Linked DNA regions of Mus musculus: all the other regions are linked to region 6. The links are chromatin contacts, called in public Micro-C and promoter capture Hi-C maps. All regions are on one chromosome and are shown on one strand. The core of a region is the stretch at or near the end of the contact, and the rest is flanking DNA. Distances in the headings are between cores, read along the strand shown. Region 1 holds the start of Zc3h18 (zinc finger CCCH-type containing 18). Region 2 holds the start of Ctu2 (cytosolic thiouridylase subunit 2). Region 3 holds the start of Galns (galactosamine (N-acetyl)-6-sulfate sulfatase). Region 4 has its middle 4.8 kb from the start of Gm10612. Region 5 holds the start of Mvd (mevalonate (diphospho) decarboxylase). Region 6 holds the start of Tcf25 (transcription factor 25 (basic helix-loop-helix)). Region 7 overlaps Piezo1 (piezo-type mechanosensitive ion channel component 1).

Evidence for each region. Promoter capture Hi-C pulls out the DNA fragments that hold promoters and counts their contacts. A called contact is a pair of places that touch in the nucleus more often than the background predicts. Capture Hi-C pulls out chosen DNA fragments and counts their contacts.
Region 1: a promoter capture Hi-C map of liver shows a contact between it and region 6, with 4 times the contacts expected there. The contact joins the promoter of Zc3h18 here to the promoter of Tcf25 in region 6. A contact is called at or near these places in 2 of 39 promoter capture datasets (liver and pre-B cells) and 1 of 9 other capture datasets (liver).
Region 2: a contact with region 6 is called in a Micro-C map of embryonic stem cells, with 8 times the contacts expected there. The contact joins the promoter of Ctu2 here to the promoter of Tcf25 in region 6. A contact is called at or near these places in 4 of 39 promoter capture datasets (the C10 cell line, embryonic stem cells, hippocampal neurons and 1 more), 6 of 484 Hi-C or Micro-C datasets (CD8 T cells, embryonic stem cells, pre-B cells and 1 more), 3 of 115 datasets of contacts at active chromatin or transcription factors (cardiomyocytes and embryonic stem cells) and 1 of 9 other capture datasets (liver).
Region 3: a promoter capture Hi-C map of liver shows a contact between it and region 6, with 4 times the contacts expected there. The contact joins the promoter of Galns here to the promoter of Tcf25 in region 6. A contact is called at or near these places in 5 of 39 promoter capture datasets (hippocampal neurons, liver, pre-B cells and 1 more), 1 of 484 Hi-C or Micro-C datasets (Sertoli cells), 3 of 115 datasets of contacts at active chromatin or transcription factors (double positive thymocytes, extraembryonic endoderm stem cells and large pre-B cells) and 1 of 9 other capture datasets (adipose tissue).
Region 4: a promoter capture Hi-C map of pre-B cells shows a contact between it and region 6, with 2.9 times the contacts expected there. The contact joins the enhancer-like site here to the promoter of Tcf25 in region 6. A contact is called at or near these places in 8 of 39 promoter capture datasets (the C10 cell line, cranial neural crest, embryonic stem cells and 4 more), 1 of 484 Hi-C or Micro-C datasets (embryonic stem cells) and 2 of 115 datasets of contacts at active chromatin or transcription factors (large pre-B cells and memory CD8 T cells).
Region 5: a contact with region 6 is called in a promoter capture Hi-C map of liver, with 2.7 times the contacts expected there. The contact joins the promoter of Mvd here to the promoter of Tcf25 in region 6. A contact is called at or near these places in 3 of 39 promoter capture datasets (the C10 cell line, cranial neural crest and liver), 1 of 484 Hi-C or Micro-C datasets (embryonic stem cells), 6 of 115 datasets of contacts at active chromatin or transcription factors (astrocytes, bone marrow-derived dendritic cells, epiblast stem cells and 3 more) and 2 of 9 other capture datasets (adipose tissue and liver).
Region 7: a promoter capture Hi-C map of liver shows a contact between it and region 6, with 4 times the contacts expected there. The contact joins the enhancer-like site here to the promoter of Tcf25 in region 6. A contact is called at or near these places in 3 of 39 promoter capture datasets (liver, pre-B cells and stem cell-derived epiblast-like cells), 3 of 115 datasets of contacts at active chromatin or transcription factors (embryonic stem cells and epiblast stem cells) and 1 of 9 other capture datasets (liver).

The regions. Positions count from the first base shown.
Region 1 is chr8:122,375,152-122,378,102 of GRCm38.p6, reverse strand. Zc3h18 (zinc finger CCCH-type containing 18) reads right to left here and starts at 1,487. Exons shown (of 18, transcript NM_001029994.1): 1 at 1,303-1,487. Gm39270 (adenomatous polyposis coli protein 2-like) reads left to right here and starts at 1,019. Exons shown (of 2, transcript XM_030243895.1): 1 at 1,019-1,742. The coding sequence starts at 1,032. The coding sequence ends at 1,670.
Region 2 is chr8:122,474,692-122,477,847 of GRCm38.p6, reverse strand. It overlaps Ctu2 (cytosolic thiouridylase subunit 2), which reads right to left and starts at 1,705. Exons shown (of 15, transcript NM_153775.2): 1 at 1,553-1,705; 2 at 1,259-1,333; 3 at 864-942; 4 at 612-671. The coding sequence starts at 1,620. It overlaps Rnf166 (ring finger protein 166), which reads left to right and starts at 1,774. Exons shown (of 6, transcript NM_001033142.3): 1 at 1,774-1,985. The coding sequence starts at 1,831.
Region 3 is chr8:122,610,170-122,612,955 of GRCm38.p6, reverse strand. Galns (galactosamine (N-acetyl)-6-sulfate sulfatase) reads left to right here and starts at 1,469. Exons shown (of 14, transcript NM_016722.4): 1 at 1,469-1,728. The coding sequence starts at 1,618. It overlaps Trappc2l (trafficking protein particle complex 2-like), which reads right to left and starts at 1,330. Exons shown (of 5, transcript NM_021502.2): 1 at 1,263-1,330. The coding sequence starts at 1,295.
Region 4 is chr8:122,701,116-122,704,125 of GRCm38.p6, reverse strand. No RefSeq gene overlaps it. Among named protein-coding and RNA genes, the nearest start is that of Gm10612, 4.8 kb to the right of the region's middle. Within about 2 kb of position 1,640, at least 78 of the 459 cell types and tissues checked have an H3K27ac peak or open chromatin away from gene starts, as enhancers often do. A contact at or near this core is called in memory CD8 T cells and pre-B cells, where this site is marked.
Region 5 is chr8:122,442,016-122,445,094 of GRCm38.p6, reverse strand. Mvd (mevalonate (diphospho) decarboxylase) reads left to right here and starts at 1,673. Exons shown (of 10, transcript NM_138656.2): 1 at 1,673-1,801. The coding sequence starts at 1,729. It overlaps 9330133O14Rik (RIKEN cDNA 9330133O14 gene), which reads right to left and starts at 1,439. Exons shown (of 1, transcript NR_045696.1): 1 at 1-1,439.
Region 6 is chr8:123,372,197-123,375,080 of GRCm38.p6, reverse strand. It overlaps Tcf25 (transcription factor 25 (basic helix-loop-helix)), which reads right to left and starts at 1,370. Exons shown (of 18, transcript NM_001037878.4): 1 at 1,017-1,370. The coding sequence starts at 1,208.
Region 7 is chr8:122,516,422-122,519,243 of GRCm38.p6, reverse strand. The region is part of intron 1 of Piezo1 (piezo-type mechanosensitive ion channel component 1); the gene reads left to right. Among named protein-coding and RNA genes, the nearest start is that of Gm26497, 2.8 kb to the left of the region's middle. Within about 2 kb of position 1,538, at least 60 of the 459 cell types and tissues checked have an H3K27ac peak or open chromatin away from gene starts, as enhancers often do. A contact at or near this core is called in liver, where this site is marked.

The DNA of each region.
Region 1 (2,951 bases), core at 238-2,737, 1.0 Mb after region 6:
GCTTTGGCTGTCCTGGAACTCACTATGTAGACCAAGCTAGCTGGAACTAAGAGACCCCCTCGCTTCTGCTTCCCCCCAAGTTCTGGGATTAAGGTGTGGGCCACCATACTCAGCTGTGGGAGATGAAGTTTAGCAGAGCAGAGCCTATGTTGATGTCTAAGTTCTGTTATGCCTGGTTAAAAAAACTTATTCATAGCTCCATCCATGTATAGAGCAAGAATGTCAGGATGTTGAAAACACCACCCGCAAAGTGACTTAAGCTCTGCAAAAACTCTTCGGTAAGGAGATGGTCTCCTTGGGATGGTCTGCAGATGACAAGCTATCTCTTTGGAGATGAGCAAAGCAAACTTACCTGCTGAGTGTTCAGGAAGTAAATCCGAAGTGCTCTTAAAATGTTTGAGCATTCCCCATCTACGACTAGAGAGGAGTTTCAGCTTTGGGGACATATTGATTGGTTCCAGAACTGGCTGGCTTCAAACGTGTTCAGATCATTCGCATTCTCCTCTCAGGGGGCTGGGAAATGGGAACTAGCCTAGGGACAGAGAATCTCAACCTCTGCCTTGGGATAGGTAATGTGATGAAGAAGAAACAAATGCCTTCTTCTACTACCCTCAAATGGGTCTGAAGATTACTCTTGTTAATAAGTGCCAAGAAAAAGCTCATTTGAAACAGCTATTGTGCCCGGTAAACTCAGCTGTCAAAAGTATACGGGAAACTAAGTATCTAGTAGGGGCGAGACTATAGGTCTTAGTTTAATTTCCTTCTAGCACTACAATCGCCTGGCTACTTTACACTAAAGAAATGGCATCTCTAAGCTCACAGTCCAAGAGGCGAGGAGGTCACACTTCCTAAGCGACCCGGGACTCTTGGAGCACAGTGGGTCCGTCCAACCTGTGCTCGCTTGAAGTTGCGAGAGCAAGTTGCAGGAGGCTCCAGAGAGTTCAAAGTTCCCTGCAGAGCCCGTCGAGAGTCCAAGCGGGCCTCCTCCCGAGCCAACCTGCGCGATCCGCTCCCCTTTGTGGGCGGCGAACATGTGCCACGCCGAGTGGCCCGGAAGGGAAAATGACAGCTTCAGGAAAAGCAACTTCACCACGGCAGACCGCGGCGCGCCACGGCACCCGCCCGGACGTCCCAGGCCGCAGCGGGCTCGCGCCTGCCCGCTGTCCCGGCCCGCGCTTCGGCCCGCGGCTGCGCACAGCCGGGGGCGCGCCCGAGAGCTCGGGAGGCGGCGCCGGGCTCCGGGGCCTCGCTCCCGCCGCCGCTGGGGCGGCCTTCTCCCCGCCGCCCGCCGGCCCAGCTTACCTCAACGCGAAGACGGGAGGCGGCCACGGCTCCGCTGTGGTGGGGGCAGCGTGGACGAGACGTTCCTCAGCCTTTTCGCTCCTCACTGGCTCCGGCTTTGGGCACGACGCGGGCGGAACAAACGGGCTCCACTACCCGCGGGGGCCGGCCATTGTGCAACGTCATCAGGCCGCGACGGCCGTCTTGCGAACCGGCGGGCTTCCCTCGCTAGCCCCGCCCTCTTCCGCACTTCCTTCCGGCCTCCGCCGGCCTCGCCTCCGCGGCGCGCGCTCCCAAGGCTCTGCTACTGCGCAGGCTCACCGAGGTCGACCCCGCCCTCTAGCGGGCCTCCTGGCGGCGCGTGCGCAGTCGGTGGCTCTTCGTGGTAGTTGCTTGGGATGAGATCAGATGAGGAGCAGGCGGGATGCGTGCCGGAAAGGGAAAGCCCTTTGAGGCTCTTGGTGAGTGCGAGTGGACACTTCCAGGGTCTGAAAACTTAGCATTCGTTTCTTCAGGGCACGAACTTTCTGCCTTATTAAATATCAATATTTTGCCGGGCTGTATTTAATCCCAGCACTTGGGAGGCTGAGGCAGGCGGATTTCAGAATTCGAGGCCAGCTTGGTGTACAGAGTGAGTTCCAGGACATCCAGGGCTACACAGAAACCCTGTCTCGGAAAAAAAAAAATCAATACTTGACCAAAAGTGTTTTGGGGGCTGGAGTGTAGCTCTGAGGTTGAGACAGCACCTGCCAAGTATGTGCGAGGCCCTGGTACCCTCAAAAAAAAAAAAAAGATTTTGGAGTTGAAGGATTTAGATCCTCTTACCTGTTTCTGTGACGCTAAACATCTCTGGCATCGTTAAATTACCGTGACCCAGTGTAACCTCCCTGGGGAGGACTTAAACTGATTGGGTCATTTTTCAGTCCCCTCCTACTACCCAGATGGGGCTCAGCTGCTGGAGCCCGAAGTCCAACCCCCCCCCCCCCCCATGACCTGATAAAAGGTACGGAGATCATTAGGTACTGACCCCTTGCAAATTTTGAATCTGATCTTGGTCTTACTGGTTAGGGGCTGCCTGTCTTCCTCAAAGTGAAACCACCCGGATGCCCATAAACTGATATAAGGGGGGGGGGGAGTTCTGGTCTTACAGTCCTGCATTAATTGGGCCACAGAAAGGGATGAAGTTCAGACACATGCTACAAACACCGAGGACGCCTAGGAAGGCGCCAGTCATGACAAGTCGAATACTTTTGACTCCATAATGCGACTGAACTATGCCGCCCACCCTCCAAGTTACTTACATGTGAAGTCCTAGCACCAAGCTGGTATGGATTTCAAAGCAGAGCCTCTCCGTGAGGGTATAAAGGTGGGGTCTGGATCTCATAGATTGGTGTCCTTCAATAGATACCAAGGAGAGCTATTTGAGAGATCATGCTAGTGCTGGGATTAAAGGTGGCTGCCAATCAGGTCAGACAGAAGGTTCTCCCTCTCTCTCCCCCCTCTCTCCTATGTATGTGTGCATGTATATATGTATATCTCTTTTCATACACCACCACCACCACCATCTGAGGAGACAGTGAGAAAGCAGCCATCTGCAAGCCAGGATTAGGCCACGCTGGCCTCCCACCTCTGGAAGAAAATTAACACCAACTGCTCAAGCTACCCAGTGA
Region 2 (3,156 bases), core at 456-2,955, 900 kb after region 6:
AAGCGGTATCAGACACTGACGGCTTCACAGTGAGCTCTCACCTTCACATGTGTAGGTCTGGGGGACCAGCAGGTGACACAAAAGCCACTCAAGTACGACACAGGTCATTCACACTGGAGCAGCACCGCCACTGAGACCTCCCCTACCAAGACAGCCTCTACACTGGCCCCTCTAGCTGGTACCCTACAGTGAGAGAGCATGTAGTTCCCTGCTCTGCATGGGGTCCCTCAAGGAAACCCTGTATACCTCTGCAGGTTCAGACACTCTTAGCTTGAGTCCCGTTCCATCTGCCCCACTCCCTTCTACCTATGCTGCTTCTCCCGTTGTTTTTGGCAAATGCTTCTCTCTGCTCTTTGTCATGATTGGCCAATCTTTGAAACTGTGTCCTAACAAATAAAGCTCAATAGGGATGTAGCCTGGGACCCTGTGTAGGGCATGTGTCTGGACTGCACACCTGCTGAATATATATGGGACATCCTAAAGGTGTCCCAGTTGGGGTGGGGTGGGGTACTGTCTAGTGTTAACCAAAAACTTCCATAGTATAGGCTGAGGAAGGAGGCCCCTGCTAATTCAATCCAGAAGCTTACGCCCAGAAGATGGTGTAGATGTACCTCAAGCACTTGCCAGACCATGGAGCTGGACGAAGGGCCCCCAGACCAGGACAGGAGCACCTGGGGGTGGGAAGGGCAGCATCAGCACGGAGGCATGCATCCGCAATATGAGCATGTCTTGTCCACTTCTTGGACAGCCCCAGACACCAAGTCTACCCTCAATGTCCAGGGACAGTAGGCCAGCTGAAGAAACGAACATAAACGGAAGACAGCAGGGCTGACAGCCGAGCGCCCAGGCACCACACATCGTACCTTCTCCCCAGGAAAGATGACCCGGTTCTTCCCAAGCATGGCTCTGAATTTGTGAACGTAGAATGCCTTGAAACAAACCCTGTAACACAGAAGCAAAGGGAGGCTGGCTGCACCTGCGCAGGAGACTGTGGGATTTTGTTTGACAGGGTCATCTCTGCAGCCCAAGCTGGCCTCAGATCGGAGGTAATTCTCCTGTCATGGACTCTGAAGTGTTGAATTGACGGGTGTGCCTAGTTTAGATGACAAGGGTCGTCACCAGTGGTTCCCACCACTATTTACGGTTAGGGCTAAGCACTTACAAGTTACCGCGCCTTTACAAGAAAACAAGCAAGCCTGGAAAAGGGGCGTGCGGGGGTGGGGGTGGGGTGGGGTGGGGACGGCTGCCCAGATCTCACCTGCAGAAGGCATCTCCCGCTCGTATCACCACCACCGGCAGGCCTTCTGCGCACTTCACACATTTCTGCTCCCGGCTTTGAGAGAACAAGAACATATGTGGCAGAATTCTCGCACCATGGCGGGCTTGGGGGAGTCAGGGTCGCGCTTCCCGGCCCGAGCTGGCGGAGGAAGCGCCAGGCTCACGCGCCAGGGCCTAGGTTTAGTTCTAGCCGCCGACTCACAGCAGTCCCGGAATTCCGGTTGGTGGGGAACCGAAGGGGACTGTCCCCGGCCTGGTGGTAGAAGGTTCTTACCTTGGCCGCGGCACGGGCGGAGGCTCCCGCCGCGCCGGCCCCGCGTAATCCTCACCGGCCTGACACATGGAGGGGTGGGTCCCGACTGCGGAGTGGCGTGAGGAGCCGGCGCGCTGAGATGCCGGCGCGCTGAGATGCCGTCACCGCCGAGCGGGCGCTGTCGTGACGCAACCCGGGGAGGTGGGGCCTGGGCGGTGACGCCAGCGCGGCGCCGTCGCGGCAGTGACGCCGGGTCTGCCGGCCTGGATAGGGGGCGGCGGCGGCGGCCTGCCCCGGGGATGGCGATGTTCCGCAGCCTGGTGGCCTCGGCGCAGCAGCGGCAGCCGCCGGCTGGGCCCGCGGGCGGCGACAGCGGCCTGGAGGCGCAGTTCAGCTGTCCCATCTGCCTGGAGGTGTACCATCGGCCAGTGGCCATCGGCAGCTGCGGCCACACGTGAGAGCGCGCGCCGGGAGCCCGCGGGAGGGGGGTCCGGGCCGGGGTCGTGGCTGGCGGCCGAAAGGAGACGTGGGGAAAGCAGCCCCTGCCCGCCGGCCGCGCGCGCGCCCTGCACCCGCCCCGGCCCCGCGCGTTGCCAACGGCCGCCGGCTGCTTCGAGGGCGGTGGACGCGGCCGCTGCGCCGAGCGCGGGGGTCCGGGCTTGCAGAGATCGGGTGAGCGGGCCGTTGTAAATAAACGACTTGTGGCTTCTGCAACCCACTCTGTTCCACCCCATGTCTACTCGTGTTGACTGTCAAGGAAATGAGTTTCCCTAAAGTTAGGAGAGGGACGCGTTTGGAGCCTGGTGTTTTGTTTTGAAGGACTTGGCCTATTCTGAACAGGAAGCTTCCAGGTAGCGGGGCCTAAAGGGACCCAGACATCAAGCACTTCGTTAGGTGCCCAGCTGAGCCAAGACACCCCCCACCCCCAATCTAGCGGCTCCTCCTCCCGTGTTTCAGGAGCAGAAACTTGAGGATGTGACTCTGCGCGGGAGGGAGCGGTGCTCAGGGCCTTCACAACCCCAGCCTGGTTGGGAGGGAGCCAAGATAGAACGTCTGCTCCATGACCTCCCCACAGTACAGCTCTTGAGATTAGCCGATAGAGAACGGGCAGGAGGAGGACTTGTCAGCAGACAGCCCCTCTGCTTGGGGCAGGACAAGGTGCACCCAGATTGGTGGGAGGCATTTTGCAAACAGAGGCAGCTGATTTTGGAGGCTCTAATGCAGAGGGAACTGGAGCCGCTTGGGTAGGCGTGTGCCTGCGAGTCATACAGGGAGGTGGCAGAGACCTTGTCTCCATCCAGGGCTGCCTTGACTTTCCCTGCCCCCTGTGTCAGGCTGAACCGAAGACTGGATCCCTCTGGAGAGCTCTGCTAGGTTGTCTTGGAAGAGCACAGCTAGCTCCTGCTCAGCCTAATGCTCCTGTGATATTCTAGCAGGAAGCCTTGGATCAGGACCCATTTTTTTGTATGCACGCACAAGTGGGTGTTTTACGGTGTGTTCTGTGAAGTGTTGTCTTTTTTTTTTTTTTTTTTTTTTTACAATCCCTTCACTCGGTGCACACAGGCCACTGCTGCATTCTTCAGTTTGCTACTATTCACCAATCAGTATGTGTTGTCCTCTTAGAA
Region 3 (2,786 bases), core at 220-2,719, 760 kb after region 6:
GCATGCTGCCTTCAGCGACATAACTGAACCTAAGGAAGACTGTCTGCAGAGAGTGGACTATAAAGATAAAACTGGGTGGTGTGGCACTTGCCTGACATGCACAGGGCACTAAGTCCAATTCCCAGTGCCAAAAAGAAAAGCAATATGGGACCAGAGATGTAACTCCGTAGTGGAGTGCTTGAGTCGCAGCATTAAGCCCTAGTTCTCTCACCTGTACCAGAAAGGAGGAGGAAGGGAGGGTGGAAGCAGTAGAGACAAATGCACAGGGGCAGGAAGTGAGCAGAAATGACTCCGGAATGCCAACCTGAGCACAGCCTAACAACATACCCTGACACTTCTCTTCCTAGGATCACCTCTGCCTCAACCACCAGCACACTCTGTAGTGTCATCCTAACAGCAGGGGCACTAGCTATTTCTTAACGTGCCACACTAGGGTAGTGGTCTGTTCTCAGTGCTTCGAGACATTGAATGAGTCTCCAAATCAGGACCCTTCAGCATAGATACTGGACTTCCTCCTCCTGAGTTTATCAAAGCAGCAGCTGCCTATGACATGAGTTTTGGTTTTGGTGGCCTCCTGGGGGTATAACTCCCTCTTTCATACTGACAGCTTCACAGCAGTCTAATCCCTAATGGCAGATCTCAGAAAAAGCCTAATAGGGATACAGGCTTCATGCAACAGGATATTGTGGCCCTCTGGAGCTGTCTTAGCATCCATAAACAGCTTTCCGGAAAGAAATGAATATATATGTTGGCCAGCAAGATGACAGTTGGGAATAGAGGGTACAAAGGGGAGAGGGATGCTGTCTAGAGGTTTGCAGGCCTTCACGGTGGAGTAGAAGGGTGCAAAAGACATGAAGGGGACTATCCTAAGGCAAAGAAAAGCACTTGGATTCTAGGCTGACTTGAGCCGCGCCAGGCTTATATTTAAATAGCGCCGGCTGGGCAGCCAGGGGACGGTCCGGAAGGCGGGGCAGAAAGACCGGACGCGGAAGGCAGCTGAGGCCGTGAAAAGAACGCGTAGAGCGACGGGTGGCAGGCTGCAGCGACCAGCTAAGCTTCCCGGGGGATCTCAAAACCCGGAGGCGGAGGCCTGCAAACTGGCGGCGGACGGCTGTCAGCTGTCAGCGAAAGCGAGCCGGAAGGATCCTGATCATAGGGCTTGGCTGAGGCTTGGAGCTCAGAGTTGAAAAGATCAAGACCATGGCTGGAAGGAGGCCCGCCGCCCGCCGCCCGCCGCCCGCCGCCCGCAGCCTCTCACGCACCTCCTTGGCGATCACCGCGATGCACACCGCCATATTGGCAGGCTGTGCGCCACATCATGTGACCCGATGTGGAGGCAGGCCCCGCCCATTCTCCTCCCACCGAGGCTCAGAGCCCGCCTCTCTCTACCATGGCTCCGCCCAGACTCTCAGGTCCGGCCTTGGTCCCGCCCCTTTCCCGTAAGGCCCAGCCCACTCCCTTGTCACTCAGACAGCCTAGGCCCCACCTCTCCCTCTTCTTTTCTCCGTGGCCCTGCCCCTCCTCTCATTCTGCCGCCAGGGCCCGCCCTACAGTCCAAAAGGAACCGCGGCAGGCTTGGGACTGGGTCTTGACTCCTCAGCGGGAGCTTGGTTTGCTATGGCGGCCTGTACCGCAGCCCAGCAGCTGCTGCTGGTACTGAGTGCCCTAGGACTCTTGGCCGCAGGTGCTCCGCAGCCCCCCAACATCGTGCTACTGCTCATGGACGATGTAAGTGGGGCCACGCGGCGGGGGGACACGGAAGACACAGGGCAGCCACACGGCGGATGAGCAGTGACCCGAGGGAGGCCCAGAGCCCGGTGTCACATCTTTCACTGTTTCCGCAGTGGGGGTAGGTGTTCAGGGAGGCCCTTTTCTTCCTACTTCCCCTCCCGAGAGCGGGCTGACATTCTCCTCCCCTCAACAGGTGGCCCTGCCTTGGTGCCCACCTCCAGCCTGACCTCTGGGGGAACTCTGACCACAAAGTCAGGCATAGAATGTCACCTGCGAGTGCAGCCTGTGGTCATTTATGAATTCTGCCCTGGGGCATATCTCCCTCAGTGTCCCTGTCTGAGAAATCTGTCGCCCTGAAGTGACATGAAAGCTTAGAAATCAGTCATGTAGAACACTAAGTCAGATGGAACTATCCAAACAGAACTAGATGGACTGTGCCTTCCTCGCAGTCTCAGCCTGCCAGCCCCACCTCCACCCCCACCCCCCCACCCCCAGACACACACTGTGGAGTGACATCTGTTGGCTATTGTTAGAATCAGAGTCACATCCAGTTCAGGATGATTTGAAACAAATCAGAGGCTAATACCGGCCGAGGCTAATTAATAGCCAAACCAGCCCTCTGCAGGGCCTTCAGACCTGTGCTGATCCACACTTACCTCCTCAAAAAGGGGAGAGGGATGCTGTCTAGCGATCTGTGGGCCCATCAGAATGGAGAGGTGCTATATATGTAAAATAAGTTGAATTTTAGAGACTTTTAAAAAAAGATTTATTTATTATTATAGATAAGTACACTGTCGCTGTCTTCAGACACACCAGAAGAGGGTGTCAGATCTCATTATGAGTGGATGTGAGCCACCATGTGGTTGTTGGGATTTGAACTCGTCAGTGCTCTTACCTTCTGAGCCATCTCGCCATTCCAATTTTAGAGACTTAATAGGAGAAAAAGAAAGTAAACATCCCACTTGATAAACATTAGCTTAGTAGTTTTTTATTACTAAGAAAAATACAGATCTAAAAAGTCCTGTACATAAGTCCCACCACCCAGAAGCCACTGC
Region 4 (3,010 bases), core at 391-2,890, 670 kb after region 6:
AACCCTCTACCACCATATCCACTAGGATGAAGCCCAAGCTCTGAAGTTAAGCAAAAGACAACAGCAGCAGGCAGAGTCCAGAGTGAGACCTTCATGAGACCAGACACTCAGCAAGGAGGAACCAGAGAGCATCCAGTAGCCCATGGAGGCACTGGTGTTTGGAAACAGTGCCGACTGGGCCTTCAAGGGGGTGGGGGGCGTGTGATTTAAAATTTTCTATTATATTTTACTCTCTCTCTTTCTGTGTGTGTGTGTGAGAGAGAGAGAGAGAGTGAGTAAGTGTGTGTCTATATGTGAGTGTGTAAGTGTGTGTGTCTATGTGTGTGTTTGTGTGTAAGTATGTGTGTCTGTGTGTGAGTGTTTGAGTGTGTGAATATGTGTATGTGTGTGTTTATGTCAGTGCATTTGTCTGTGCATGTGTCTTTGTGTATAAGTGTGTATGTGTGTATGTGTGTGTTTCTATGTGTGTATATATGAGAGTGTGTGTGTATATATATGTGTGTGTATGTGTATGTCTATGCATTTGTCCATGCATGTGTCTCTGTATATGTGTGTATGTGCGTGTGTCTCTGTGTATATATGTGGGTATGTGTGTATGTGTGTGTGTGTGTGTGTGTGTGTGTGTGTGTGTGTAGGTCAGAGAATAGAAAAGTACAGAGAGTTGGTTCTCCCCTTCCACTTTCTCTCAGGTTTTCAAGCTTGGTGGCAAGTGCCTTTACCCACTGACCAATTTCACCAGTCCTACCTGATGTTTAAGATTACAGATAATAGCCAGACATGGTAGTGCGTGCCTGTACTTCCAACATTCAGGAAATAGAGGCAAAAAAAATCAGGGGTTCAAGACCAGTCATAGTTACATAGTTAGTTGGAGGTCAGCCTGGGCTACTTGAGCCCTTGTCTTAAATTAAAAAAAAAAAAAAAAAGTTTAGTGAAAGCCCGTGGTCGAGCCCCACAGCCTCTAAACTGGACCGTGATCTGCACGTGCACAGAAAAATGTTACTAGAAACTTCATTTTTAAAAAGCAATGCAAATTTGTTTTCCTCGCAGATACAAGTTAAGTTCCCTTCCATTCTGTTCTGAGGTTACTTCAATGGCAGCACTAGTTTACACAGAGGGTCCAGTTTCAGGAGGAAACCTGGCTAGCCACACCAGTGACTCATCAGATCCAAAAGCTTTGACTCCAAGCGTCTCCCAAATCCTTCCAGGTGCCTAAAACACCCGTCACTCTCTCAGCCAGGCCTACCAGGATCTCCATGACCACGACACACCTGCAAACAGCCCACCGACTGGAGGAAGGGCGGCACCCTTGGTGTGACTGTGAAGGCGGGGTTGGAGGCCCCAAGGGAAGCTGACCAGCAGGCACCAGGTTCTGTGGCTGCCTGCTGCAACAGAGTATTCAGAATGCTACCAGTACACTGTCCAGGCCTATTTAGAGCTCCCTTTAAAGCGCCCTTCAACACCAAAGAAAGATAGATGGAGTGAGAAATTACGAAGGAAACAGTGCTCACGCCTAAGGGAGATTTTCTCATCTCTGCCTGTTTCTGCCTCTGTGGTTCAGGCACCTGCTGCCCCGGGCCAGCTGCACTTCTGGCTTCCCAGACCCAAAGGAAGTGAAATTAAAAGAGATTGCTGAGGAGAGCAACTCCCCAAGAAGGGTGAGCCTCCAGCCCCAACCTCACAGTCATAAAGAAACCAGGGGCTGCCCTCCACACTGGCCCCTTAAAGAGAAAGTGGCTTCAGAAGGGGCTTCCCCACCAATAAGCAGGCAGCACCCAGGCTCTCAGGATGCCTGCTTCTGTGGGTCATTGCATTGTGTGCTGGGTCATATACAGGCTGGACTCTCCCTTGGGACACCTTGGTTTCCTGCGGCTGAGGGACCCGGGCTTGATGTAACAGTGGCCAAGGTAGATAGGACTTTGTGCCTGACAGTTTGGGTCATAGATGCCTACAGATTCACCAATCTGGGTTAAGCCTGGCTGAAAAAATGCCAGCCCTTTTTCAGCTGCTGGGTGACCTTGCTGAGCCTCCAGGTGATGCACTGGTGGCAGTGATGTGCTGGTGGTGGCAACGCTGACACTTGTGCCTCACTAGAGGCTGAGTGGGTTCTCCGAGGTCACAGGCAGGCCTCGCACATCCAGGTGTTCAGCAGATGCGCTTCCTGTGTGGTTTGCTGAATTTATTTCTGTTCTCAGAAGCACCTTAAGGGGCAGCCGTAGAGTTTTCCAGAGATGTAAGCAAGCCCCTAAAACATTGGGTCCCAATTCCAACCCTCACAAGGGGTTAATTCCAGCCTAGGGACCCAAAAGCAGGCTTGTCCTCTCCAGATGTACATCTGATGATCACAGTCCCCGTCCCGGATTTCCACGTGTCACCCAGCCATGCGCTGTGTCACCTGCTCTCTGGTTCTGAGTTTGCTCAGCCCCACCCTGTACTGGGCAGGGTTGGTGGCCAGCACTGGACAGGCTCACCTGTCACCCAGTGTATGGCTCCTGCTACCCACCCTAACTAGACAAACCTCACTTGGGACCAAGAAGCAGAAGTTGGTGGCCTGCCGCTCAGCTCACAAGGAGCTGCACAGGTCACTGTTCTCCCCCCTCCCCCCAATCTGGAGCGGCTGGGACTTACGGCCCTCCTTGATGGGTTTAGAGACTAGAGACATCAACCTGCAGACCCTATCCTTTCTGTATAAAGTGGATTGCTATGAGACTTGTGTAGCCTCTTCTTTTCATCTGTCTGTCTGTCCACCCATCCATCCATGATGCATCTGTTCATCTACCTACCCAGCACTCATAGAGTCTCACAACCTAGAAGAGGAGACAGTGTAAGCTGAGTGCCTCCTTGCCTCCAGTCTCCATAGCCTCTGAATTCCTATTCTCAGCTTTCTGGTTAGACAGCAGATTCCTAAAGGCCTGGAAGGAAGGCTGCCCCAACCTGGAATCACTCAGCCACATCATTAGAGAACTTTGATGGACAGCTGTCTCCTGCAGTTTCCAAAAGACAGAAGCAAGGC
Region 5 (3,079 bases), core at 424-2,923, 930 kb after region 6:
TCTTTCTTTAACTTATTGTTTTTATTTTTTAGAGACAGGATCTCACAGTGAACTTCTGGCTGGCCTTGAACTCACAGAGACATCCTCCCCCCTTCTTCTTCTTTGGGTTTATTTATTTAGGTTTTTTCAAGACATGGTTTCTGTGTAGCCCTGGAACTTACTCTGTAGATCAGGCTGCCCTGGAATTTACAGAAATCCACCTGACCTCTGCCTCCTGAGTGTTGGGATTAAACACACCACCTTTCTGCTGGTGTGTGTGTGTGTGTGTGTGTGTGTGTGTGTGTGTGTGTGTATGAAGCAGAAAAGTTATTGCAAGAGAAATTGAAAATACGAGCCATCTCACAAGCCACAAGGAAACAATAGTGAACTCCCATTGGTCAGCTGTCAGCCTGACTGACAGGCTGTCTACTGTGGCGCAGAAGGCCTATTCACACACTCTCGCTCTAGCAGAGAGAGCTGAGCAATCGATCCAGCTTCCAAGATGGCAGCCGGCCAACAGCTATCAACATCGCCCCAGGCACATAGCTGCTTGGCTGGTTCATCCACTTCTAGGAATCTACGCAAGCACTCTTATACACAATGCAAGGAAAGTCCGGTGCATGGCTTCCAAGGGGGACGGCTTGAGTCAATTACCGACGGTCTAGACAAACAAGGAAGCTGTTTTGGTGTGCAGCTGGAAAGTGTCCAAGAAACTCAGACGTAGAAAAAGCAGCATGGAAAAAAAAAGCAACTCCCATTCACTGTGTAGAAAATGTCAGCCAGAAGGCTGTGAAAGGATTAGGTACCATCCACACTCCTAGGAACAGAACTGGTGGCCTGGGTGGGTATCGTGTGCTCGCACATCTTCGGAACTCTAAGCCATTCAACAGCCACGATTTTACAGGAGGTGGAACCAGGAAGTTGTATCTGTTTCTGTTGGAGAATGGATGGTTAGTTCTGGAAACAGAGGTGACGGTTGTATCAAGTAAATATACTAAAGGTCACTAAACTGTACCGTAAGAATGACACAGAAATGTGCCGATCCATTTCAGCTACGGAAAAAAAAAAAAAAAAAACGACAAAATTCTTGCTTGTGTGGAGCTTGGGAGAGAAAATGCCCATCTCGGATGCAGTACATCCGCCGGCGCGGCGGCTGGACACCTCAGGCAAGCTGTGAGACCCCAGACTGTGGGACCAGGAGACTGGAGGTTGTGACAAGAGAAGTCAGATTGTGAATGTAGAAGATTCCAGGATGTGGGGCTCGGGCGCGACCTTGGGCTGCGGATCCCTCCGGATTCACCGTCTAGTGAGCTTTTCATGCAGCGTAGAGGCTAGATGCGTATCCTTTTTCAGCTCCGCTGTTTCAGCAGCAGATGGCCCCGCTGTCCCGACGGTCACTCAGGCTATCCAGTGGTGCTTGTGCCAGAAGGAGGAACCTTTGTAAGAAGGAGGCCTCCTACGCCTGCGCAGATACCACCTCCTGCGCATGCGTAGATTCCACTCCCTGAGCGGACCCCGCCTCTCGCTCGCAGCCACGAGCTTGCAGGCACCGGGGGCGGGCTCAGTGTCAGCCGCACATCATTCGATCCTGTCCATAGGCTAAAAAGTGGATCATGGGCTCGGCCTGTCGCCTATTGGACAGCACGGGAAAAGCCCGGCCAGCGGGCCAATCATATGGCAGCGCGTGAGTCTGTAGACACCGGGTAATCGGTGCTGGGCTCTCTAGCTCGGGACTCCAGCATCTCAGTTATGGCCTCAGAAAAGCCTCAGGACCTAATGGTCACCTGCACGGCGCCGGTCAACATCGCAGTTATCAAGTACTGTGAGTGCTGGAGACAACAGTCACCTCGGCCGGGATCGGGGCATAGAGCTGGAGGCTGTAGTCACTGGGACCCCTGGGCTCGAGGGTCGGGTTCCAGAGTAGCTGGGCTGGAAAGGGGATCCTCCAGGCTGGAATGAGGGGGAAGTTCGCCACCGTCAGATCCATGGGCACAGTGGTGGAAATGGGGGTTACTACAACCAGGATCGGGGAGCCTGGGAGTTGGAGACCGGGGCACAGGTGCCGGGATCGATGTGCACAGGGCTGGAGATGAGGGTCACTGCTGCCGGGATTCAGGGTCCTAGGGCTGGAGGGAAAGACCAATGTCCCGGATCTGGAGTAGCTGGGCTGGAGAAGGCTGGGAGGGTAGCTCAGGGATGAAGGGGGCGTTGCCATGCAGGGATCCGAGGGGCGCTGGTGAGGGGCAGATCTTCCTCCCTCCCTGGTGACACTTGTAAACTGGGGAGGTATTGCCGGGACCAGGGCTTCTCACCCCAGTCTCCCTCTGCTCTTCCTTCCACCGTGGTCATTTAGAAGTGGATCCACGCAGCCTGTAGATTCTTGAGTTTGGCTCGTTTCAGTACGCACGCTCTTCCCGAGGATTATCCAGGTGGACGCAGCAGGATTTCATTGCCCACTGTTGCTTAGGCCCTAGAACAGGGGCTCTGTTGTTACCAGGAAAACTGCTGCCACATTTATGGGCAGGTTTTGGTGTGAACTTTCATCCTTCCTAGGAAGAATGCCCTGGCAGCTCTGGGAGAACAAGAGTCAGTTCTTCATTCTGTTAATGATCTGTGGGTTCCCTGGGGTGGCAGTACCCAGCTGGTATTCCCACCAGTGCTACGCCAACCCTTAAGATTTAATTAATTTATTTAATGTATATGAGTACATTATAGTTGTGAACCTTCATGTGGTTGTTGGGGATTGAATTTAGTACCTTTGCTTGCTCCAGTCAACCCCAGCTCTCTCTGGCCCAAAGATTTATTTATTATTATAAATAATTATTATAAATAATTACACTGTAGCTATTTCAGGTGCACCACAAGAGGGGGTCAGATCTCATTACAGATGGTTGTGAGCCACCATGTGGTTGCTGGGATTTGAACTCAGGACCTTTGGAAGAGCAATCGGCGCTCTTATCCACTGAGCCATCTCTCCAGCTCCCCATTTCTTACTTCATCTCTTTGCGGGCCATTTCTTCTTTGCGTGGTTGCTGCTTGGAGCACTTCCATGGTGGCTGCTTTAAAGCCTTTGCCAGCAGTTGCAGCATCTCTAGACACT
Region 6 (2,884 bases), core at 121-2,620:
GTCTGTGACATTTCTCACACCAATCAATATCTTTGCTAGGAACTTTTAAACCTGCTAACTGATAAAAAGCTGGGGACAACTGGGGGTAGTGCTGTCTTGGGTGCTGCAACAGTAGGATAGACATGGTTTCATATCTGCGACTTGAGGAAGACCCAGTACTTCCGTGTGTCCCAGCTAGCTGAGACAATTCACTGCAAGACTGAGAGTCTCAGACACATTACATCTTTTTACTCACTCGAAAATGGCCACTGACACCTTACCATATGTGGAAGTTGGAGATACGAGGAAAAGACATATTATCTGCCCACACATGAAGTCAGAATCATAATTTATACACATATGAAACTGCAGACCCAGGTCAGTCTGTCGTAAGGAAAAACACGGGGCTCAGGACTGCTACCCAATTTTCTGCTGCGAGGAATACGATACGATAGGTACAAGTAGCTGGGACACACAGAAGTACTGTGATGAATAAGCCGAAATGTTTGCAGAAGAGAGACCTCCCTCAAGTCGCAGAAATGAAACCAAGCCTACCCTACCATCCCATTGCCCCGGACAGAACAACCCTACTCCTTCAGTGAAGCCTAGACCCAACTGAACCCCACCTCCCACTCGCCATCCACAGTGCCCCTCCCCCTTAGCTGTCTCGGATGTCACGCCCCGCCCACTCTGACGTCACTGCCCCGTCCTGCCCTGCGTCACGTCACGTCTCTGGACACAGCCGCGAGACACGCCCTATGCTGCAGCAAAGTCCTGTCACTCAGCCCCTTGTCGGCACCCCCGTTAGCCTTTAGCAGCCCCTTCGCTCGGCATTTTCTTCCACCTTCCACTCGATCTCGGACGGGGAACACGGCTTCCTCACCCCACCCACCCTGCGGCTGAAGACCCGCCTTCCCCGATGCGGCGCAGTCCCTTCTCTCCGCCCACTCGACTGCAGTCCAGACCCAACTTTGTGCCCCTTCGCATGACGTCATGCCCCCACCATTTCCCCCCCCTCAGGTTGCCCAGCTCCTCACCAGCTCAAACCGGTTGTTGACACGGACTCCTTCCTTCCCTGCACCCCCGGGGCGCCGGCCACCCAGCCCCGGTTTTGGTCCCTCTTCCTCTGCGTCATCGTCATCAAGGAGGACAAACTTCAAGGCGTCGGGCCCTAGGGGTTCCTGGCCGCGCTGTTCCCCCCTCAGTCTCCGGAGGGCCCGGCGCGACATAGGACCCGACAGCCTGATGTGGGCAGAGGGACGAGGAAGAGCAGCAGTGTGGCGGCGCCTGCGCACTTGCGGCGCGCTGGCGCAAGATTGGCGTGTCGCGTTTGCGCGCCGCGGCTCTCCGGAACTTCCTCCCAATTCCCCGTGGAGTCGGGGAAGGTGCAAGGGTGGCCCAGGGAGCTCTCGCGAGAGTCGGGCCCTAGCGGCGGCCGTGGTGCGGTGCTTCGGCTTTGGAGATGGCTGGCTTTCAGAAAGCCGGCTGTGCGGCGGGCAGCAACGCGCAGGCTCAGAGCGCTGCTCCGCACGAACGCGATTCCCGGGGGCGAGCCTGGGGGCGAGCGGGCAGGGGTGGGGCAGGCGAGGAGGCCGTGAGAGCAGGTGCGCACGCCGCAAGGCCCGTGTGCAAAGACCTCTGCTATGACAGGAGCGAGGGACCCAGTCCCCAACCCCTCTCTGCTAGCCTACCCATGCGACTTGTCCGATGTCCCCCACCTCCACGTTGTTACTAGACTGCAAAGGGACAGTTTTCACCTTAATAGAACCAACCTAACTTCTTTCAGACTGGGTAACTCCTCTCCACAACGTGCACCGAGCCGAGTTAGGTGTTAGGGCTTGCTTTTTATTGTCGCGAACGCAACAGGGGTGGTCATGTTACAGGGGTATTGGGTGAGGGGAGAGCTGCCTAGGTGTGGATCCGTGGTGTGAAGTCACGGCAGCCCTACCTATGTGTATTCTAATTCAGGAAGATTTTCACAATAAGGACATAGGGATCCTCGGCACAGATCTTTTCTTTTTCCATGTTCTTTTTGTTTTTGTTTTTTGAGACAGAGTTTCTCTGTGTACCCTTGACTGTCCTGGGACTCGCTTTGCAGACCATGCTGGCCTCTGCCTCCCAGGTGTTGTGACCAAAAGTGTGTGCAACAACAACCGACCTTTTTTTAAAACAAAACAAAAACACCACCTGTCTTAGGGTTTCTATTCCTGGACAAAATATCATGACCAAGAAGCAAGTTGGGGTGGAAAGGGTTTATTCAGCTTACACTACATACACACTGCTGTTCATCACGAAAGGAAGTCAGGACTGGGACTAAGCAGGCCAGGAAGCAGGAGCTGATGCAGAGGCCATGGAGGCTTGCTCAGCTTGTTTTCTTATAGAACCCAAGCCCAGGTATGGCACCACCCACAATGGGCCCTCACCCCTTAGTCACTAATTGAGAAAATGCCTTACAGCTGGATCTCATGGAGGCATTTCCTCAATTGACTCCTTTCACTGTGATAACTCCAGCCTGTGTCAAGTTGACACAAAACTAGCCAGTACACCACCCAAACCAAGATCTTGCCCTGTAACGCTGGCTACCCGTGAAGCTATGGAAATCCTGTTCTGAAGGGCTGGAATTACAGAGCTACTTCATGTCTACGCCCCAATTTTTATACTTTTGGAAAACTTTCCTAGACGAGTCAGGATTGAGTACCTCCAAAGTAAAATGAGCTGGGGTTGGGTTGGACCTTTCCCCAGCTTGAGAGCAGGAGAGGGCTAGGCCAGTCACTGCTCTTACTTGATCTTAGCCAAAAGGCTGAGAAGCAATCAGTCACTTATCTTAAATTCCAGCTTCATTTTGGGAGATAGATCTCCTTTTACAGGTGAAGACGCCTTAATGAGCTAAGTTTCCCAGAGAGAA
Region 7 (2,822 bases), core at 289-2,788, 860 kb after region 6:
TTGCTTCCTCTGACCCCTGTCTCTGATCCCTGGAAAACCAAGTTTTCGGGGACACTTGTGAGACTGATACCTACCCCAGGATTGTGACAGACATTGGCCTGCATGTGGCATTGTCCAGGCCTGTGTGCAAGGCCATGGGGTGGGACAGAGGCTGCCCTTCCGAGAAGTAGTCTTCTGAGGGTATTGGTTACTTCTGGGCCCCGAACACACCTTGCTGAGCCTCTCCCAGCCTGGCAGCTATGGCCTCTTTGGACAGCGTACTCCTCTGTGGGACCCAGGGTCTCAGCGGAGTCTCTGCTCCACCACTGGACACGGCTGCTGCATAGCTGGGACCATAGAAGGACTCCAGGCTCTGCTCTGCCTTGTAGCTCTTTGCCAGTCTAGACACCACTTCCTCCAGGGCTGAGACTGTGGCTGCCCCAGGGTCCCAAGCAGGCCCTGCCCTGCCCTGCCCTGCCCTGCCCTAGAGATGGGTTGCAGTCCTTTGGGCTAGCCTGGTCTCTCCTGTTGGGGCCTCTGCTCAACTCTCTCTGCTCACCGAGGTCTTTCTTTTGGCCTAGAGAGACTCTCCTCCCTTCTCAGAGGGAGGTAGCCTAGAGACTAGGAGGGCAGGCCATCCAAACCTGTTCCCTCTCTTGTGCAGACAGGAGTGACAATGGTGGGGTGGGGGGTTATATGAGACCCTCAACCTTGTTTCTGTGCTGGGCCGAGATGGTAGGGTGAGGTGAGTCTGCTCTTCACCCAGGCTTCCCTCGAAGAAACCATGCTGTTCCTGCACTGGACGCTTGCTTGTCTCCACTTGGGCTGGACGGCCTGCTGCGTTGATGCAGACTAGTGTGAACCTTCACTGTGTTCTCTCCCTGTTGACACAGCCCATCCCTCCAAAGGATCCGGTCATCTCAAGCACACACTGTATCTCTGCACCTTTCCGTCCGTCTGTCCAGCACTGGCTGTGGTAGGGGAAGCTCCCCACAGATCTGCCGTGTGCTTCAGACTCATTTCCAGAGCCATTTACAAATGTGTCTGGCATCTGCTTTGGGAGGTCGCTGTAAGGCTTCTTTGACCAGAGACATATGGGAGCAGCTGGCTCAAAGAGCCTCCAGGGAGTGGTGGATTCTCGTCTCCTACCCTGACAGACCCTGGGCCAGGCTGGGGCTTCTTGAGTAGGTGAGGTCTCCCTTACAGCCCAATCTGCAGGCCCATCTTCATGCTCATGGTGGAGGAGGGGTGGTGACAAACCTTCTGTGTGGTGTACTCTAAAAGTTGTGTGTGGTCCTATTACCCTTACCCCTCCCTCCCTGACCCGGTTCCCACAACGACGAGCAAACCGTTGCTCTGCTCTGGGTCACTCAGAGTCCAGGGGAGCCACCCGGTGGACTTCATTAGCCCTCAGCTATGGCTTGAGGACCCCAGAGTGGATGTTAGCAAGGGTCTTCAGCTTTGTGCTGTAGGGTGAGGGTCTATAAAGGGTTAAGTATGTGCTGGCCTGCAAGGGGCCCTTCCTGCCTCTGGCTGTCCCTATTGTTGCTGGCTCAGGAAAGGCCTGTTTCCTGTGAAATCACAGGCTTTGCCCAGCAGCTCCACCAGAGCAGTCTGAGGCTCTGCCCTCTTTGAGGAATGTCTTTGTCCCCCATGACCCCTCTCCTGCAGTTAGGTGGCAGCTAACCTTCAAGGACAAAGACAAGGAAGGCTGTCTCCTTCAGGCTGCTTGTGATAAATAACATCTCACCTCTGTCCTCTGCACTGCTAAAGTCATGGTTGTGACAGTCACATCAATGTGTTTCAACCAATACGCCACACCACCGGGACCAGGGAGCACCTGGGAACCCTGCATCCCGACACAGCCAGGTTGTGTTGCCTCTTAGTGTTTCTTTCCCTCTCTTCCCAGAAGCAAGAGCTGCACGGCTGACCCAGGCGGGACTCGCTCTCCTGGCTCGCTCTTCTTGCTCTTGAGGGGTGATAATCTTGGAGGAATGATGACTGAGAACGAGACCCTGGAGTGTCAAGTTGTGCCTCTGAGCCTGTTTCCTTGGGTAGAGTGTTCGTCTCTGGACGTAGCCTTTATTTCTCTGTACAGTGTTGGGACCGCTCTACACGGAGGGCAGGCAGGAAGGAAAAGAGGCAGGGGAAAGGGCAGAGCTCAGGGCCTGTGCATCTCCCAAGCTGACCTGTGTTGCTGAGGCAGGACAGGGCGTTCCCCTCGCCTGGTCCCTGGTGCCTCACCTTGCATTTCATCTACCTTTGGCACATACAGCTATGTAGGGTTCTCCTGGCCCTACCTGGGATTAGGAGTAGCCAGGCCTCAATCTCAGTAGCCCATCTCACATTTCCTCGTTGCCAGGAAGCCAGGCATGGAAGTCCCTACCCCTTGCCATCTTGGGTCTCTGGTTTCTGGAGCCCATCACAGATTTTGGACACCGTTCATGTATTTATTCCGGTAAAACATCTATCCACGAAGTTTGTCATCTTAATCTATTTTTGATAGTGTGGTGGCATTAGGCACATCCTCATATGTCACTAATGGCCACCCCAGGACCATCTCATTTTCCTGACTGAAACTTGATAACAGTTAAACTTTAGCCGCGGGACTGGAGAGATGGCTCAGTAGTTAAGAGCACTGACGGCTCGTCCACAGATCCTGAGTTCAATTCCCAGCAACCACATGGTGGCTTACAACCATAATGAGATCTGGGGCCCTCTTCTGGTGTGTCTGAAGACATCGACAGTGTACTCATATACGTAAAATAAATAGATAATTCTTAAAAACAATAATAAATTAACTTTAGCCTCTCCCGCACTCAACACACACAGAACCTCGGGGT